2 separate regions of the Mus musculus genome follow, and region 1 is linked to region 2. The links are chromatin contacts, called in public HiChIP or PLAC-seq maps. All regions are on one chromosome and are shown on one strand. Each heading gives the region's core, a stretch centred on a gene start, on an enhancer-like site or on the middle of the called end of the contact. The rest is flanking DNA. Distances are from core to core; before and after follow the strand shown. Region 1 overlaps Alpk3 (alpha-kinase 3). Region 2 holds the start of Man2a2 (mannosidase 2, alpha 2).

What was found. HiChIP or PLAC-seq counts read pairs in DNA pulled down with a chosen protein or histone mark.
Region 1: a contact with region 2 is called in an H3K27ac HiChIP or PLAC-seq map of T-cell acute lymphoblastic leukemia, with 4 times the contacts expected there. The contact joins the enhancer-like site here to the promoter of Man2a2 in region 2. A contact is called at or near these places in 1 of 39 promoter capture datasets (liver), 2 of 15 datasets of contacts at CTCF or cohesin (embryonic stem cells and large pre-B cells), 2 of 484 Hi-C or Micro-C datasets (both in embryonic stem cells) and 3 of 115 datasets of contacts at active chromatin or transcription factors (T-cell acute lymphoblastic leukemia, double positive thymocytes and embryonic stem cells).

The regions. Positions count from the first base shown.
Region 1 is chr7:81,073,660-81,077,369 of GRCm38.p6, reverse strand. It overlaps Alpk3 (alpha-kinase 3), which reads right to left. Exons shown (of 14, transcript NM_054085.2): 4 at 380-497. Among named protein-coding and RNA genes, the nearest start is that of Alpk3, 18 kb to the right of the region's middle. Within about 2 kb of position 1,784, at least 100 of the 459 cell types and tissues checked have an H3K27ac peak or open chromatin away from gene starts, as enhancers often do. A contact at or near this core is called in T-cell acute lymphoblastic leukemia, double positive thymocytes, embryonic stem cells and 1 more, where this site is marked.
Region 2 is chr7:80,369,429-80,372,753 of GRCm38.p6, reverse strand. It overlaps Man2a2 (mannosidase 2, alpha 2), which reads left to right and starts at 1,379. Exons shown (of 24, transcript NM_172903.4): 1 at 1,379-1,652; 2 at 1,825-2,022; 3 at 3,009-3,161. The coding sequence starts at 3,030.

The DNA of each region.
Region 1 (3,710 bases), core at 535-3,034, 700 kb before region 2:
CTGTCCCAGGAGGGATTAGACTCGGGGCCCAGAAGAGCTCCCTTCAGAAGCAGGTGACCAACACAGCCCTGAGAGTAGTAATGACGGCACTGTTGCTTTTCCTGGCTGCTGACCTCATGGAAAAGGTTTCTGAGGGTCAGGGCCTCCTCTGGTTGCACTCACTTGTGGCTGTCAGAAGCACGTCTGCCCTGGCCTGGGGAGATCCCAGACACTGGCAGAAAGCACAGTTCACCAGGTAGATCAACTCAGTAGTAGAGCCCTGCCCTCTAACTCCAGAGAGTGCCTGGGCGTTTCCACCCAGCTGACTCCAGGTCTGATGGCAGGATCCAGCGCAGGGCCCTCGGGAGGGCAGAGAGCCATGCCGGCCCCTCTCCCTCACCTGTACAGCTGCAGGGTGTGACGGTTGCCTTGATGAGTGATCTCGTATTTTGGCAAGCCACAGTAACGGTCCAGTTCTATGTCATCCTTGTACCAGGTCACCTCTGGCTCTGGGTATCCTGACAAGGAAGCAAGAGATTGAATAATAGTAGGTGAGATCCAAAGTAGTGGGAGGAGACGCAGAGGCAAGGGCTTCGAGCTGTCTGAAGAGACTGGACGGTTCCAGTGCCCCGGGCCCTCCGGAGGCACTGTCCCTGTCACTCAGCTCAGCTTCAGAAAGTAGGATCTGTCAAAGCAGAAAGCATTCTCCCCTCTGACTGAAAGGATGAGAACTAGGGGGAAGAGACTTCTTAGCTTTCAACTAGAAGAGAGATCTTTTATTTATTCACTTATTTGTTTATTTATTCATTTATTGGTCTCTTTGAAACTGGGTTTCTCTGTGTAGCCCTGGCTATCCTGGAACTCACTCTGTAGACCAGGCTGGCTTCAAATTCACAGGGATCCACCTGCCTCTGCCTCCAGAGTGCTGAGATTAAAGGCACATGACACCATCACTTGGCTTATTATTATTATTATTAAGACAGGGTCTTTCTATATAGGCCTTGCTGTCCTGGAACCATGTAGACTAGGCTGGCCTTGAACTCACAGAGCCCTGCCTGCCTCTGCCTCTGAGTGCTGGGATAGAGATGTGCGCCACTGCACCTGAGCCTGCAGAAGCCGTCTGTGGAGCTTTTTATGCCTTGTCTTCCATCTCTACTCCTGTTTCCTCTGCTACACTTGAACTGTCCGTCGAAGTCAACTGTGACGTGCACATTGCTAAATCGCTCGTTGATCCTTAGGCCTGACTGCCTACTTCCTAGACTGGCTTTAGCTGCTCAAGGAGCAGCAAGGACCCCCTGCTGTTGCAACCTCTAGTCCAGCCCTCTCCTCTCAACTCCAGACTGTACATTGACTTCATATCTGCACTTGACGGCCTAGCAGGCCACAGGTGTGACCCATCCGACTCCTTATCCGTATCCCAAGCCTATTCACACACAGCTCAGTAAGGGGACAACCCATCCCCCAGTGTGGCTCAGGCCACAGCCCCGAGTCCTCCTTTTTCCTTTCTTCTCACACTCACCCTGTCAGATAGTCCTACAGGCTCACCCTTGGGAGCAGACCCAGGATCTGACCATTTCCTGTCACATCCTAGTCCCCACCACTTTCATGCCCCACTTGGGTCCCAGGGAGACCTTCCTTGATGGCCTCGCTGCCCCTGTCGTGGCCTCTCTTCAATTGGAAACGCCACAAGCAGAGTGTGACTTCAGATCCATCTACTCTCAGCCACACTCAGAGCACCCCAGGAGCCCCACCTCACACAGGCACACACAGTCTGCACCCTGTCGCTGTGGCAGTGACCTGATCTCATCTCCCTCTCCCATTTGTGAGCCGCACCCCCGCCTCAGTCTTGCTGGCTCACACTAACAGCCCAGGAGGCCACATCCTGCGCCACTCTGCTTCCTGTCTAACTCCTCACAGAGGCCTTCCAACAGCCTGTGCGAGCCTGTGGCTCTCTCCCCTCAGCCTTGCTGTCCTCCCTCGTCTTGCATCTTTCTTCCTAGAGCACACTGCCATGAGACACACTGAGCTTGTTAATTTGTGTGTGTCCTGTCTGTCACAGTGTGCCCATCACAGAATATCGAATATTGGCTTCGTGACAGCGGGGACTTATCTGTGTTCGTCAATGCTGCATCCCCAGTTCCTAGAATAGTGCCTGGTAATGCAATCCACAATAAGTAAATATTTACCAATGAATACATCAACTGTATGGAGAACTATGGTCCAGAGAAAGAAGCGAGCTCCTTGGCTGGGGATTTGGTCTTGGATCAAGTAATACTGAAGGCATGGGTGCATACCCCCAGTCACCAGCCCCTCCCCTTCCCGCCACTAATCACACCTTAGCTTAGCTCCTTGGCCATCTCTCCTACTAGACCCAAGACTCAAGTGGGCAGGAGCCATCCTGTGTTCACTACCGTATCTCTATCGCCTGCACCAGTGCCTGCATAGCGGTTCCTCCATAACCCCCTGTCAGAGGAGCAAGCAAAGGAGTAAGGAACAGGAAACAAACCCACGGGAGCCCCATCCGAGGCATATGAGGAAGGGCAAAGGGCAAGCAAGGGAAGTCGAACATCAGCGGGGAGCAGGGGAGGCAGGGCTACAGCCGGCTGGGCCAGGAACAAACTGGGCTGTGCTGGCTGTAAACTGAGCCCTGTGTTTCCACTGTGCGCTAAAGCCCTGGGTTACATCACTGTGCGTGTGGCTAGGGCAAGCACAGGTGCTCTCACCATCTTGTGGGATGATCTCACCCACCAGGGCCTTGGAGTCTTCTGCCTCATGACCTGCCCGGGAGGGACATCCTCAGCCTGCAGTCCAAGAGAGGCTGGAGTGGGGCAAAGGCCTGGGACAAGGAGGGGAACAGGGAGTGGCCTACACAGCTGAGCCTGAGCCACAGGAACACCCCATAATTCTGCCAATAATGGGGATCAGGGCTTCATAGCAAGAGTGGCTTTGAAGCTGGGCGGTGGTGGTGCACGCCTTTAATTCCAGCACTTGGGAGGCAGAGGCAGGCTGATTTCTGAGTTCAAGGACAGCCTGGTCTACAAAGTGAGTTCCAGGACAGCCAGGGCTGCACAGAGAAACCCTGTCTTGAAAAACAAAACAAAACAAAACAAAACAAAACAAAACAAAACAAATGGCTTTGAAAACAAGATTATTTGTAACGTGCTGGTTACTTCCTGGGTGATGGTTACTATGTTATATAAATACACAAAAGCTCAAGAGGATTATGTCCTTAACTCAGCTCCACACATACTTCCATGCATGGTACACATATGCAAACACACACGCAAACAGAGGGAGAGGGAGAGGGAGAGGGAGAGGGAGAGGGAGAGGGAGAGGGAGAGGGAGAGGGAGAGGGAGAGGGAGAGGGAGAGGGAGAGGGAAAGGGAGGGAGAGGGAGGGAGGGAGGGAGGGGAAAAGAGAGAGAGAGAGAGAGAATGAACTCTGGGAGAGTTCAAAATAGAACCTGAGCCTGTAGCTTTCCCCTGCCCCTTCACAGCCTATGGTCTGCTGCACAGCTAGCAGGCTCACCTAGGGAACCCAACTTGGACACCCACTGTCTTTTCCAGTCACTCCTAATTTAAAGAAACTCAGAGTCAGACAAATAGGAGTTTAGAGTTTTAAGAGAACTAACTGTCAGATATGGAATTTTCCCTGGTTCCTCTGAACTCAAATTGCTCACATTTATTGAGGAAGACTTAACTGTGTGCCAGAAGCCAAGAGACAGTCCTCAC
Region 2 (3,325 bases), core at 130-2,629:
CTCTCTCTCTCTCTCTCTCTCTCTCTCTCTCTCTCTCTCTCTCTCTCTGTGTGTGTGTGTGGTGTGTGTGTGTTTGCAGTCACTGTGGCACATATGTAGGAGATCAGAGGAGTCTTTCCTTCCACCACGTGGACTCTGAAGATCACACTCAGGTCATCAGGCTTGGTGGCATCTTTACCCACTGAGCCACCTCACTGGCTTCTGGGTTGCTATTATTTTTATTTTGAGACAGGGTCTCACCATGCTGCCCAGGCTGGCCTGGGACTCACCAAGATCTGCCTTATCTCTGTTTCTTGACTGCTGAGGACCTGGGTTCTGGGATGTTTTTATAAGGACAGGATAATCTGCTTTCTAAGGGCTCTGCCTTCATGAGCTAATCTTAATCTTATCAAAGCCCCACCTCCCGATATGGTCAAATCTGGGGACAGAACTTCAAGATGTGAACCTGGGGTTAGGGGTAGTCTACAACAGAGAGTAATATTTGTTTTGCTACGTAGTCCAGGCTAGTGTCCGTTTGCTGGGATCCTCTAGCCTCAACTTCCCAAGAGCTGGACTTTTAGTGGGCCAGCTCAGTTTCAGGCAGTAATTTTAGCAATCTTTTTTTCTTTTGAAACAGGATTGCAAATGTGTAGTCCAAGATAGCTTCGAATTTGTGTCAATCTGAGACAGGAGGATTTATAGGTGTGTGCCACTACGATCTAGCAAGCAATCTCCCCCCCCCCCCCCCCCAAGTAGCTATGGCTGTCCCGGAACTCAAAATGTAAAACAGACTGGCCTCGAATTCAGAGATCTCCCTGCCTCTGCCTTCCAGGTGCTGGGACTAAGCACGGGCTCCTACATCCATCCAAATATTAATCTTAAAAGGAAGAAAAGTGTGGAATTTGTGGAGATGTTCATTGCAGTATGGTATCTTACGCTGTAAATTGGAAACATGGATGCTCAATAAACCTTTAACCGGATGATATGCATTTCGCCCTTAGTGTCAGGAAACCCAGAGCCACCCGGAACTCACAAAACCTAGAGGGAGGCACTATTCCTTTGACTAAGAAACATCACTATTGAGCCAGGCAGGGAGGCCACGAAGCACCGCACGGTTTTGCCCTTTCTGCTCCTGCCTAAATCTTACTCTTGGAAGACCAAGAGAAAAAACAAAAACAAAAACAAAAAAAACAAAAACACAACAAGAAACAGTGGCGCGACCTTGCTGGGGTTCCGCCACTCCCGCCCTGCCGGGTCAACGGCTGCGCACAGCCGCCCCGCAGCCATAGCGGACCCCGGCACCGACCCAGCGGGAGGCGACCGAGTCGGGTGCCAGGGGGCGCTGCGGAACCCGGCGGGGGGCGAGGCAGCGGCGGGACCCGGCACTAGGGGACGCTGCGCGCGGTCCCCCGCGCCCCTCCTCCTGCCGGGCGCACCGCTCGGCCCCGTGGAGGCGGGAGCGCGGGAGCACAGGCGCGGGGCGAGCGCAGGGAGCGCGCAGCGGCCCTGGCCCCCGCGGGAGCGCGGCTGCGGGGCCGAGCAGGGGCGGTGGGTGGCCAGGCGTCCCTCTTAGCCTGCGCAACTGCCCGCGCGCGGGCCGCGGTCCCCCGGGATGCGAGCAGTGGCGGCTCGGCCGGCCGGGTCCCGAGCGGCGCGGAGGCCGGCCGCGTACGGTAACGGGCCAGGCGGGGCGTGGGCGAGGACTCCAGCCTGCAGGCCGCGAGCGTTGCGGCCCCCGGGTGCCGGTTGAGCCCCGAGGGCCGGAGGGGGGCTGGGCGGGCCGGAGGAGGGGGGTTACATCTCGGCAGGTAATTGCCCCACGGTGACCCAGCTCCTGCTCCCTAGCTCCGCCCTCTTTGGCCCGGACCCAATCTCCAGGGACTAAAAATATTGCCCGGAGGCTCCTGAGCGGAATCAGATCGCATTAAGTAGGACGCAGGCTGAGGTGACTGAGCTTTTCAGCACCAGGGCCCGAAGAGCAGACTCCAGAGAGCGGTCCCGCCCACGCGCGTTCAGCAGCTAGCGTCCTCCCTCCTCCGGCAGGCAAGTGGGGACTCGCGGGCGGTGGCGGCAGGCACTGTGGGTCGTCTCGAGTTGCCCCGTTTCGGAGCCGCTGTGCCTGGCTTCCGCTACCCTGGGGACTTTATCAGTCTCGCCGCTAGCTTCCTAAGAGTCCCTTTAAAGCACTCTGGAAGCCAGGACTGGAAGTTTTGCACAGCAGGAATCAGTACTGATGGGGACAATCCTAGAACTGGGTTGCGTTAGAAACATGGGCATTTCTTTTTCTCTTAAAAGAAATCCATTCTGTATTCTCTGAGATAGGATCTGGGCCAGGCACTGTTTCTGCTGAGTTCCAGTCAGCCCCAGGAGGTCACAGGGGAGGCAGGGTGTGAGTGTGTGTGTGTGGGGGGGTTGTCTGTCTCTCCAGCTGGTGATTGTACCCCTAAATCAAACAAAATAAAACCTCTTGTATTTATGTATACATCTGAAGGGAGGAAACACGTGGCTTGGGAGAGCCTTCTCAGAGTCCTGAGCAAGCTGTTTGCAATCAGTGGTTGTGTAATGAAGTGTGGGTCAGAGTTGGGGCTCTGTTATCCCTGTTTGTTTGTTTGTAATGTGTTACATTTATTTATGTGCATGTACGTCACAGAAAACATGCGGCAATCAGAGGACAATTTGTGGTAGTTGGTTTTCACCTTCCACCATATGAATCAAATGAATCGCTTTGGTTGTCAGGCTTGCCTGCAAGTGCCTCTTTACCTACTGCACCCCCACACTCCACATCCTGGTTTCTATAGCTTGGGCTGAGGGGAATCAGAACTCCTCTCCTACAGGACCAGCCCCAAATATATGTGCTACTTGTGTGTTGGGAGTCATAACCAAGATTTGGTACTTGAAAGCTTACTTGCTTTTTTACCCAGAGTCAAGCAAGTAGGTTGGTTCTCCTTGGGAGTCCACAGAGCGTTTGTTAGGAACACCAACAGAAGGGTTTTGCATGCCAGAACTACAGGTGGTGTCTCTCCTGCCAGGAACGTGCCTCCTGGGTCAGTATGAAGCTGAAAAAGCAGGTGACGGTGTGTGGGGCTGCTATCTTCTGTGTGGCCGTCTTTTCTCTGTACCTTATGCTGGACCGAGTGCAGCATGATCCTGCCAGACACCAGAATGGTGGGAACTTCCCCAGGGTGAGTCACACCTTGTTCTCTTCTTCAAATGCAAGTCACCTGGGCTCAGGAGAGTCTTGTCAGCACAGGACAAGAGCACCCCCCCACCCCCATTGTCTTAGAGATTGGACCTAGAGCCTCCTCATGGGCATGCGTGCATATAACACTAACGATCTACAACTGAG